4 separate regions of the Mus musculus genome follow, and all the other regions are linked to region 1. Evidence: chromatin contacts called from public Hi-C and HiChIP or PLAC-seq data. All regions are on one chromosome and are shown on one strand. Each heading gives the region's core, a stretch centred on a gene start, on an enhancer-like site or on the middle of the called end of the contact. The rest is flanking DNA. Distances are from core to core; before and after follow the strand shown.

Region 1 (2,728 bases), core at 139-2,638:
ATTTGTCATCTCTGGGTGGACACTCAATCACACACTCACATGACACACACCTCCACCACTCCATTCCCTGATGTCAACCCCCAGCACATGCTACACAAGGTAGATCATGATACAGCCCTGGCTTGCATGGGAGAAGCCTGGCCTGCGGCCTGGATGGGGGTTGGGGCACTGTCTGGAGAGTTCCCAACCCCTGCTGCCCATCACTAGGGGTTCCCAAACCTCACTCTCTGCTTAGGAGTCAAAGCGTTTTCTCGCTGCAGTGTGAGTCCTTTCCCCGGCCTGAAGAGTCTCACCGCCACCACAGAGAGCCCCTGGCTTCCATCCTGGACATCGGCCCTGTGCCCTGTCCCTGGATGTCATAGACCCTGTTCGACGTCCAGTCCTCTCAGCGCACCTTCTCCTTCCCACTGGGATCCTGTGCTATTTCCCTGACCCCCCAGCAGGCTGGTTCACATGCCCTCTGTGTCCCTCAGTGCCTGACCCCCAGGGAGCCCTCTGAATCATTATCTTATATCCTTGGTGGCTTCCTCACAGCTCATACTGGTCACCATGGGGGTGGCAGTGGCTGTCTGGATATTACCAGGGCTTTGGGCTGAGATTTCCCAGACTCCCTTCTTTCTGTGACCTCCTGACACAGCTATCTCTACTGCTGTGGTTCCCCCCTAGCCTCCTCCTCAGCCCCACAAGAGCATTTCCTAGCAGGCTTCAGGCCATGACACAAGGAAGGTCCATTTTAATGGCACCTACACAGGCCTGCCATCTTTGTCTTCTCGGAATAGACTTTCAGTGATGGGAGGCAGGGCCTGCCAACCCCTCTCATCCTCCGAGACACCACCAGGCTCTATTTTATGGGTCTGAAACCTTTGGCCTGATAGTTTGCTTTGTTTCAAAAAACTGCTTGCCAAACTATGTATGGGTGATTCCACATGAGAGGACCCGCCTTGCCCCTCCCTGTGGCTATCAGGCTGGGTTGGCACAAGGCCCTCCGAGACCTGGCCTCACCCAGGGTTGGGAGCTAACAGAAGTCTTACAAAAAGGCTTGATCTCCAGATGACAAGTTCACAGTTTCCTCCCAGGGCCCCTCAAAGTGGCAAAACCACAGCTGGATAGGAAAGGGATCCTGAGACTCAAAACAGTGCAGACATCTCCCTCCCTTCGTGGAGGGACCAACCAACCCTTCATGGAGGAACCCAACCAACAATGGTGCAAGGCCCAAACAACCTGAGAAAGACTCTGGCTTCCCCAGCAGCTGCTCAGGAAATGAATTTTAACCTGCAGGGTTCCTTGTGTCTCTAGTAAGTTTTCAGCTGATAGGAGTTCTCACAGTCCCAGCCTCTTTTCCCCCTCATTTCCTATGAAGAGCTTGTTGAAACTGGAACACTGAAGAGCTGAGTCAAATTCTCAAGTTAGCTCTGGATATTCAAAGGGCATGTTCAAGTTCTTCGCATGACCCAAGACTGAATCATCCTCACTTTGGCCTCTGCCCAGTACAGTAAACTTGCATACTGTGAAATTTAAAAAAAAAAATTCTGTAACAAGTTCTACATGCTAGAGAGATTTTAGCTGACCAGTGAGATATTTAAGGATCTGTAATATATAAAGAGCTCTTGAAAAGCATGACAAAAGGTTATGTTATAACAATATATTATGTAATAATATATTGAAAAATAATATATTAACTTATACACACACTCACACATACACACACACACACACACACATATATGGAGAGAGAGAGCAACTTCAGCACTAATTAAAGAACACAAATTGAAATGTCCCAAGGACTTTTGCTTTTGGTTTTGATTTATCTATCAGATTGGCAAAGACATAAAAAGTTGGCATCATTGGTATCACTGATGGCTAGCAAGAACTTATATGGGCTCAGCAGGAGGGGTGGAGACCAGGTGGATAGGCTGATCAGAGTCTAAATCTCAGACCCTCTGTGATAACAGTTACTTACAAAGAGATAAGCTCATAAAAAAACAAAATGAACAAGGGCGTAAAGGAAGAAAGGATGGGTATTTATCCCCACACTCTTCCTAACAGTAAAGTTTAAAGCTGGGTGTGGTGGCACACACCTGCAGTCCCAGCCATTGGTAGATTGAGGAAGGGGAATCAGGGGTTCAAAGCCAGCCTCTGCTACAGAGTTCAAAGAAGATTTGGAGTGTGTCTGTGTGTGTGTTTGTGTGTGTGTCTGTGTGTGTGTGTGTGTATGTGTGTGTGTGTGTGTGTGTGAGAGAGAGAGAGAGAGAGAGAGAGAGAGAGAGAGAAAGAGAGAGAATGTGAGGGGATTAAAAACACCTTCGTTGCCCTCCAAGCCCAGAGGGATCCACAGACACTGCTTTAAATAGTTCTCATTTCCCGTTCAAAGCTCTTTCAGGCATAGATGAGACAAAAGAATATTTTTTTATTTTATTTATGGGGAGGGGGTTGGACCATGTGCTGTGATGTGTGGCGGTCAGAGGGCAAGTTGTGTGGGCTGATTCTCTCCTTCCACCATGTGGATTCCAGGGATAGAATGTGGGGTCTTAGGTTAGGTGGCAAACACCTTTACCAGTTGAGCCATCTCCCCTATCCTGGCAAAAAAGTAAGATAATTTTATAAACAAAGTGCAACATTGATCTCCAAACTTGACAAAAACTTTAGATAAATTGTTCAATGATTTATCTTATTTGTGATTGTGTATACGAGTGTATGGGTGTGTGCACATGAGCAGAGGTGCCCTCAG
Region 2 (2,728 bases), core at 94-2,593, 220 kb before region 1:
CAGGCCACTCCTCCCTTTTAACAGCAAACAGTCTTGGTTCAGAAATGGAATATTTTCAGCCATGAATTTCAGGATATTTTCTTCATTTCCCTACCTAATTCAATAAACAGACCCCTTATCTACAGCAGCTCTCAACAGAATGGACTCACTCCCCCGAACTGTGATGGCTCCAAATGTAGTTTTAGTCTTTAATGTTTTCTGATGGTTTCCAGAGCGGCCTTTTATTTTCCAGGGGATGCACTGGTGACGCTGGCTCTGCCCAAGGACTGATCTTCTCTCCCAGGTCAGGATGGGGTTAGAGGGTCAGAGTTGTGGTTCCGCCATCCAAAATGTAAAATCAAGTCTTGACATCATCAGAGTGGCTTGAACCCTTTCCTTCTGGGTGAGAACATGAATGTCTCTGACGTCTGACACAGTTTCTCACACTTTTTTCTGTGTACTGGGTTCTTAGTGAACAAAACATTATTTTTTTTAATTTTTTTATTAGGCATTTTCCTCGTTTACATTTTCAATGCTATCCCAAAGGTCCCCCATATCCACCCCCCCCAATCCCCTACCCACCCACTCCCCCTTTTTGGCCATGGCGTTCCCCTGTACTGGGACATCTAAAGTTGGCAAGTCCAATGGGCCTCTCTTTGCAGTGATGGCCGACTAGGCCATCTTTTGATGCATATGCAGCTAGAGACAAGAGCTCCGGGGTACTGGTTAGTTCATATTGTTGTTCCACCTATAGGGTTGCAGTTCCCTTTAGCTCCTTGGGTAATATCTCTAGCTCCTGCATTGGGGGCCGTGTGACCCATCCAATAGCTGACTGTGATCATCCACTTCTGTATTTGCTAGGCCCCAGCATGGTCTCACAAGAGAGAGCTATATCTGGGTCCTTTCAGCAAAATTTTGCTAGTGTGTGCAATGGTGTCAGCATTTGGAAGCTGATTATGGGATGGATCCCTGCATATGGCAATCACTAGATGGTCCATCTTTTTGTCACAGCTCCAAGTTTTGTCTCTGTAACTCTTTCCATGGGTGTTTTGTTCCCATTTCTAGGAAGGGGTACTTGCTAAACGCATGAAATTCAAGAAGAAGGAAGACCAAAGTGTGGACACTTTACCCCTTCCTAGAAATGGGAACAAAACATATTATTATCTCCTGTATTGATCTCACAGAGATCTCTGTGGGGTTCCTAGACACCCAACACAGGAGCTTCTGCTCCAGTTTGGATTCTCCAGAAGAGCCTTTAGCAATTTGAGAGCAAAGGTCAAGTTAATTGAGTCTGAATTTAGCATTGTTTTTGGTGAATCAGCATCTCCGGAGATAACCACAGGCTGACCTCATGGGGAGGGAGGAGTAGCTTGGTAAGGAAGTGCCTGGCACAGATGGAGCCTCCTGGGTGGCCAGCACTACTGGTCACCCTGTGGGGACATCACTGGCTGAGATTTGTCTAGTGCTGTCTCATATCTCTCTTTTTATGTTTGTTCCAATTTCGTGTGTATGTGTTTTTACACACATGCACGTCTGTGTGTGTTTACATGCATGTATATCTGTGGGTATGCATGTATGTATACATTTCTGTGTGTATATGTGTGCATATGCATGTGTGCACGCATTTGTGTATGTGTATGTATTAGGCATTTTTGTATGGTGTCAAATGTGTGTGCATGTATTATGCATCTATGTGTGTGTATGTGCATGTATTATGCAGTGTGTGTATGTGTGTTCGTATGCTGCATCTCTGTGGGTGCAGGTGTAGACCTGGGTGGTGCAGTGTAGAGGTCAGAGCACAGTTCCAGCTTCTCTCTTTATGTGCATTCCCCCTTTTGTGTGAGGTAGGTTCTCTCATTGAACTTAGCCAGGAACTTCACATAGGCCAGACTATCTGCCCCCAGGCTTCTGGGGATACACTTCTCTCTGCCTTCCATCTTACTGGCACTAGGATTACAGGACAGAGTTGCCACACCCAGCTCTTTGTGTGGATGCTGGGAACACTTGCTTCTGTTTCTTGCTTGAGAATGATGCTTAGAGCGTCTATGCTATCCTTGAATGAAGGGACCTTGACTTTTGAGTTCTGCAATGTCTGGAGCTGACTTATGGTCTATTGATGGTTGGTATGGTTTCCCACCATTTAGTGGTAGTGGGGTTCCCCTGGGAAAAGTTGGAGGGTGGGCATGGTACATCTCTGGGCCCTCAACTCCTCTGCACAAACTGCCCCATATGCATTGACCCTAGGCTTGGGCTGCATTTCTGGGTGTTTCAAAGTGGCATGTGAGGGAGGTGGCAAAAAACACTGGCATCCTTGCTTGACTTTTCCTTCATTCAGGGAGAGGAGGGTCCAAGAGGACGTGAATCTGAGGGGTCATGTTTGTGGGTCTGGTGAGTTTTGTGGAACACTGGACTGCCTACAGAGAAGGCCCCCACAGTGGTTCCATAAAAGGTGGTCCTGTCTTCTGACCAGTTCTTATGGTCGTGGTGTTGGGCTGTGCAGGTAGGCAGGAGATGAGAGGAGCCAGAGTCAGTCTGTAGCAAACCCGTCCAGATGCCACTTCCGTGACACTGTGAGTGACTCCATTCCTGAAGCCTGGCCAGAATGGGAATTCCCCCTTCCTGGAATATACAGATACTCCTCGACTCTCAATGGGATCCCCTCCCGGAAGCCCACTTCAGGCTAAACGCACCAGGACTGGAAAGTGAGTCAAAATCTCTCACCCTCTCCCACCCCGTGGCCCCTGGCTGA
Region 3 (2,728 bases), core at 124-2,623, 180 kb before region 1:
TGTGTGTGGGGGTGGGTGTGGTGTGGGTGTGTGAAGTGAGGACGCATATGAGTGTAGGTGCCTGTGGAGACCAGAAGAGGGTGCTGGATCCCTGAAACTAGAATGCCACGTGGTTTTGAGCTGCTCACCATGAGTGCTGGGAACTGAGCTGGATCCCTTGTCAAGTGCCACCTGAGCCATCTCTCCCACTCTGAGATCTCTGGATTCTGACAAGCACATAGAGTTGTGGAATACCTCACTGTCAAGTCACACAGTCCTGCCATCACCCATGTCTTGTAGTGTGATGTAGTGAGCAGTCCCACACGTGTCCCAAGGAATTGCTTTTATCATTAGCCCCTGCTGCACCACAGATGTGTTGAATCTGGGACTTGGCCCTGGGGTTATGGACACCTGAAGTCTTAAGATCCACACAGTATCAGTCTTAGTGTCTGAGGAGGCTTCTTGCCTGGTGTCAGGTCAGGGCCTTCTTGCTGTTGAGGTGTGTGTGGAGGAGAATCGGCCTTCTCACTCTTTCTGTAAAGACACTAATCCTTTTGGGTCAGGACTTCTTACTGCATCTGTTCTCAACCTGGGGGTCATGACCCCTTTAAAGGTTTAAGAACCCTTTCACAGGGCTCGCCTAAGACCACTGAAAAACACAGGTATCTACACTACTATTCATAATAGAAGCAAAATTACATTTATGAAGTAGCCATGAAATAACTTTATGGTTGTTGGGAGTCACCAACCAACCATACATGAGGACTGTATTAGAGGGTTGCAGCATTAGGGAGGTTGAGAACCACTGCCTCTTGACCACTTTTAACCTTATTTTGTGTCCTCAAAGCCTTATCTCCAGATAAGGGAACAGTTAAAATTAGGGCTTCCATATATGGAGGACACAGTCTTGTTTTCTGTACCTCTAATTTGTCCTTTCCAAGAATATCACAGAACCAGAATCTTACAGCTTCTAGCTTTTTGGCATCTTGTGTAGCAACAAATATATTACTATTCCTTCTATTTACCTTGCTGTATAGTACTCCACCAAACATCCTACTGTTCATCCATTGTGGAGATTCTTCTATTCAGTGGGATGCTGTAAGCAGCATTTGCAGGTTTTCACAATTCTTCCTAAAAACACACACAAGATTCCACTAGTATGCCTGAGCATCCATGTGTCCCTTTCTCTTGGGTACAGGTTTTAGGATTTTAGATAAGTTTATACTTTTACAAGCAGCTCTTTCCCATAATGTTTGAACTAACTTCCATACGCTCCAGGAACACATGCCTTCCTGTAACTGCATCCACAAAGCACACTGTACTGTGAGGGCCCCTCCCCAAAGAATAAACAACTAGTTATCAATTGTTTGACCACTTTAAGGAGTACATCATAGTATCACAATGTGGTTTTAGTTTGGTTGCCTTGGTGACTGGTGGAGGTGAAGCCATTCACATGTATTCTCTTGCTCAGGGGAAAACCTCATTCAGAGAGTTGGCTCATTGTCAATCATGTATCTTATTTTCCCACTGCTGAGAGAGTTCCAAATTCTTTGTCAATTATGTGGCTCACAAATATTTGTTCCTGGCATGGTGTGTGCCTTTTCATTCAGCAGGAGATAGTTTTAGTTCTGATGACATCCTGTTTAAGGATTTCTTCATATATCTATATCTATGTTTGTGCTTATAATCTATAATCTACATCATCTGTATCTATAGAGAGAGGTATTAGATTGATTTTTCTTTAAGTGTGTGTGTTTGTCTGTGTGTGTGTAGGTGCCCAGGGAGGCCAGAAGAGGGCATTTGATCCCTTATAGCTGGAGTGGCAGATGACTGTGAGCCACTTCATGTGGGATTTGAATGCTAGGTCTCATGATTGAAGAACAAGCACTCTGTTGTTGTTGCTGCTGCTGGTGCTGCTGCTGCTGCTGTTTTGAGACAGGGTTTCTCTGTGTAGCCCTAGATGTCCTGGAACTTGCTCTGTAGACCAGGCTGGCCTTGAACTCAGAGACCCACTGCACACATCACCACTGGCTTCAGTAAGCACTATAACTGCTGTGTCTTCTCTCCAGCCCTAGATTTTTTTAAATGTATTCATTGTGCCTCCAGAGAAATTGACATGAGATCTTTACCTAATCTAAGGTCACAAAGATTTAGGTCCTGTTTCTTCCAGAATTTTCCTAGCGGATTATTATTATTATTATTATTTTGTTTTTGTTTTTGTTTTTGTTTTTCAAGACAGGGTTTCTCTGTCCTGGAACTCATCTGTAGACCAGGATGGCCATGAACTCAGAAATCTGCCTGCCTCTGTCTCCCAAGTGCTGGGATTAAAGGCATGTGCCACCACTGTCCGGCATAATTTTTTTTTTTTTTACATTATTAATCTTAGTAAATCTAAGTTTGTTCTTGAGGTACAATGTGATCGGGTTTCTTTTACCACTGCTTTCTCACTATGATGAACTGTCCCTGGAACTGTGAGCCAAACCAGACCTGTCCTCACTTAAATTGCTTTTGTCAGAGCTACTGAAAGATTAATACAGGCACAGTCTCGCTGCATTGCCCAGGCTGGCTTTGAACTTACAATCCTCCTACCTCAGCCTTGCTAGCGGCTGGACTGACAGGCCTGAGCCTCTAGGCCAGGATCTTGAATACATCTCTAACAACCTTTGAAGTCCCTGGCTCCTGTATCCTCCATCTGTCACCCGTGGGTCTATTTCTTTTGACTGGTTTTTCTCTGCATCAGAGTCTCTGG
Region 4 (2,728 bases), core at 171-2,670, 150 kb before region 1:
GCAGAGAGGTGCCCTGGGGGACTGCACGTGGTCTGGGAGTGAAGCTCTGGGGTGCAGCTTCTGTGCACCTCAGGCGAGCCTGGGGAAGAGAAGATGGAGAGCTGTGGAGAAAGTGTCAGAGCTGGGCAGAGGCTGCATGCCACCCGTGACTGTGGAACCTGCAAGTACTTGATAAGGACTAGCCATTGTCATGGGCACATGACCCAGCTATGACTACCTCTGACCCCCACAGTCCCAGCCTCATGAGATTCATGGGCCCTGTGGAGTGCTAGCACTTGCAGCTGGAAGCCAGACCAGACTGGGCCACTGCATTCCTAGCTTCTGTCAGGGTTTCTTTTCAAGATCCATGTCCTCACTGATAACTTCCTGTGTAGCTCATGCACAGCCTTGCCTCACCCTCAGGATGATACTGAGTTCTCCACCAACCTTGGCTCCTTCCCCTTTCTGTCTTTAACTGACAGTTTTTCCCTTGGCATCTACTATATATAGGCATGAGCCAGGTGCTAGCAATGTTCCAGATCTGGGCCCTCCCAGAACTTTCTCAGCTGGTCACAAGCTCAGCAGTCTCTAGTTCTGTGCTGGCCTTTGGTAGTGTTCCCTGAAGAACTGCAGAATTGGGGCTCTGAGGCAGAAGCTGGCTAGGGGAAAGAGTGCTGCAATCCATTAGTAATGTCTGTCATGTGCACAGGAAGGCAAGTATGGCTCCTGCTCTCTGAAGAATCATCATCACCTAGCCAGGCCTATAACATGCTTTTGACACTGCTGGATGCTATGCAGGGATGCATGGCTGTCCTGACCATGAGAAAATAGAATCTAGGGCCTTAGCTATTCACAGCCTGGTTTTCTATGATATCACACTATAAAACCCTGTCCCCTCTTTGCTTTGGCTGCTGGGAAGCTCAGAATGAAGTTTCATACTTGTTATTAGACAGCACAGTAGCCCAGGACACGAATCCTTCTGTCATCTGCCCCTGTGGGCTCTTTATCCTCAGGCTCTGCATCCCGTGGAGCAAGCCGGACACAAGTTATCAACTATAAATAAAACCAAGGCTTCCGTCCTGGCTTGCACTTGAGTTTCCTGGTGCATTTTTTTAAGTCCCTAGTCAACAGAGTTGGGGGGGGGGAGAACCTCCTAACGGAAGATGACATCACCATCAGCTGGCCTGAGGAACAGGCCCCAGCCCTGCAGGCGCGGGTGGACCCTGAATGCCCCCATTGTGAGGGGTAACTTCATCACACAAGTTCCAACGTGGTGGAGTCTCAAACGGGGTTCTGTGGTTTCTGCCCCTCTCAGGGGCGCACACACAGGCAGCTGCGGTTGCTCGGCTTCCTTTCGCGCTGCAGTCCTGGCCACTGGCCAGTGCAAGTGACCACCCCTTCCACCCTGAGTCACCATCATTCTCAACTCTGATTCAAGTTCCTTTAAAGGGACAGCAGGGCCAGGAGAGGGAAGCTGTTCAGGGGAAGAGGTGCTGGGGAGGGGGACAGAGACAAGAGGAAGCCTGCGGGTGCTCTGGCAGACGCCTGGGTGGAGGGGGTTTCCTGCCTCCCCCAAGCAAGTGGAGCCTGTGACTTCCCCAAAGTCTATAAAGCACGCAGCAGTTTTCCTCTCTGCCCTGACAATCCGGGGGCTCACAAGGCAGGCTCGGGCTTGATGGGCCTCCCCAATGTGTGTCCTGCCTGATCCAAGTCCTTGTTGTGGGCTTGCTGAACTTTCTTTTAGCCATCTGCAACTCTTCTGCTGCCTGCCCTCTGCTCCACTCGAAGTCCTGTCTCCTCCTAGGAGGTTCAGCGTTGCGTTCTGCCTGAAAAGCCTGGCTGGCCCTGCAACCCAAGCCAACAGCAACCCAAGACCCTGCTTCTGTTGCCTCCCACAATGCGGGTGGGGGGGATCCTACTGGCCAGGCCACAGCTCTTACCTGGTTTATTGCAGTTATTTACTAACTGCTTACCTATCGGTGCTTGGCCGCAAGGACGCCTAGCCACCCTGCCAAGTGTCCCAGACAGAGATGGGGAGTAGGCAGCTCTTCCCTGTGCACATGGGGCTGGAGGGGATCACAGGAGCAATGCAATGAACAGGTCATATTTGCAAGCCACTGCTGGAGCCCTGGCTCTGGAAACTAAAGAATGTCCTTTTCCTTTTTTCCCCCTTGTCTGTGACTCACACTTTCGTTTTGAAGTTCCCTCTGCCGTCTTTCCCCTGAGGTTATACAGTGGTCAAGGCAGAGCAGCAGGGCGTGGCCAGCGGCAGGAAGCTCAGCTTAAGTTTCATTCACAAAAATCCCCAAGGCCACAGGGGCTGGGGAGAAGGCTCTCAGTGGGCTAAGTGCTGGCCTTGCAAGGTGAGGGCTTTTGTTCAGACTCCCAGCAGTGGGTAGTGGCAGGCCTTGAGGGATAGAGATAGGCAGACCCTGGAGCTTGCTGGGCAACTGGTCTAGCCATTCAGTGAGCTGGGGGCCAAGGGTAGAGGGGTGAAGGCAGAAGGGTCCCTGGAGCATGCTGACTAACAGTCTGTCAGCCAAGTCAGTGAAAGATCCTGTCTGGAAAAATAAGGTGTCACACAAAAGAAAAGACACCTGACAGTGACCTCTGACTTCACACACTGATGTGCATGCATGTACATCCGACAGAGATAGACAGACAGAGAAACACACCTCCCCCTAAAATGCACAGATGCCCATCCATACACACACATCCATATACACATACTGGTCCCATGTCCTGCTGA

The links. A called contact is a pair of places that touch in the nucleus more often than the background predicts. HiChIP or PLAC-seq counts read pairs in DNA pulled down with a chosen protein or histone mark.
Region 2: a contact with region 1 is called in a Hi-C map of bone marrow-derived macrophages, with 29 read pairs. The contact joins two enhancer-like sites. A contact is called at or near these places in 2 of 484 Hi-C or Micro-C datasets (bone marrow-derived macrophages and embryonic fibroblasts), 4 of 115 datasets of contacts at active chromatin or transcription factors (bone marrow-derived macrophages, embryonic fibroblasts, embryonic stem cells and 1 more) and 2 of 9 other capture datasets (bone marrow-derived macrophages and embryonic stem cells).
Region 3: a contact with region 1 is called in a FOXA1 HiChIP or PLAC-seq map of pancreatic cancer cells. The contact joins two enhancer-like sites. A contact is called at or near these places in 1 of 15 datasets of contacts at CTCF or cohesin (the NIH/3T3 cell line), 1 of 484 Hi-C or Micro-C datasets (bone marrow-derived macrophages) and 6 of 115 datasets of contacts at active chromatin or transcription factors (the NIH/3T3 cell line, embryonic basal ganglia, embryonic stem cells and 1 more).
Region 4: a Hi-C map of bone marrow-derived macrophages shows a contact between it and region 1, with 45 read pairs. The contact joins two enhancer-like sites. A contact is called at or near these places in 1 of 39 promoter capture datasets (embryonic stem cells), 1 of 15 datasets of contacts at CTCF or cohesin (the NIH/3T3 cell line), 6 of 484 Hi-C or Micro-C datasets (bone marrow-derived macrophages, double positive thymocytes, embryonic fibroblasts and 3 more), 7 of 115 datasets of contacts at active chromatin or transcription factors (the HPC-7 cell line, bone marrow-derived macrophages, embryonic fibroblasts and 3 more) and 2 of 9 other capture datasets (embryonic stem cells and embryonic trunk).

What each region holds. Positions count from the first base shown.
Region 1 is chr7:144,962,796-144,965,523 of GRCm38.p6, reverse strand. No RefSeq gene overlaps it. Among named protein-coding and RNA genes, the nearest start is that of Ccnd1, 24 kb to the right of the region's middle. Within about 2 kb of position 1,388, at least 51 of the 459 cell types and tissues checked have an H3K27ac peak or open chromatin away from gene starts, as enhancers often do. A contact at or near this core is called in the NIH/3T3 cell line, bone marrow-derived macrophages, embryonic fibroblasts and 1 more, where this site is marked.
Region 2 is chr7:145,186,611-145,189,338 of GRCm38.p6, reverse strand. It overlaps a transcript of Tpcn2 not described here. Among named protein-coding and RNA genes, the nearest start is that of Smim38, 20 kb to the left of the region's middle. Within about 2 kb of position 1,343, at least 11 of the 459 cell types and tissues checked have an H3K27ac peak or open chromatin away from gene starts, as enhancers often do. A contact at or near this core is called in bone marrow-derived macrophages, where this site is marked.
Region 3 is chr7:145,145,521-145,148,248 of GRCm38.p6, reverse strand. No RefSeq gene overlaps it. Among named protein-coding and RNA genes, the nearest start is that of Gm45181, 20 kb to the left of the region's middle. Within about 2 kb of position 1,373, at least 22 of the 459 cell types and tissues checked have an H3K27ac peak or open chromatin away from gene starts, as enhancers often do. A contact at or near this core is called in pancreatic cancer cells, where this site is marked.
Region 4 is chr7:145,110,308-145,113,035 of GRCm38.p6, reverse strand. No RefSeq gene overlaps it. Among named protein-coding and RNA genes, the nearest start is that of Gm46023, 43 kb to the right of the region's middle. Within about 2 kb of position 1,420, at least 291 of the 459 cell types and tissues checked have an H3K27ac peak or open chromatin away from gene starts, as enhancers often do. A contact at or near this core is called in the NIH/3T3 cell line, bone marrow-derived macrophages, embryonic fibroblasts and 1 more, where this site is marked.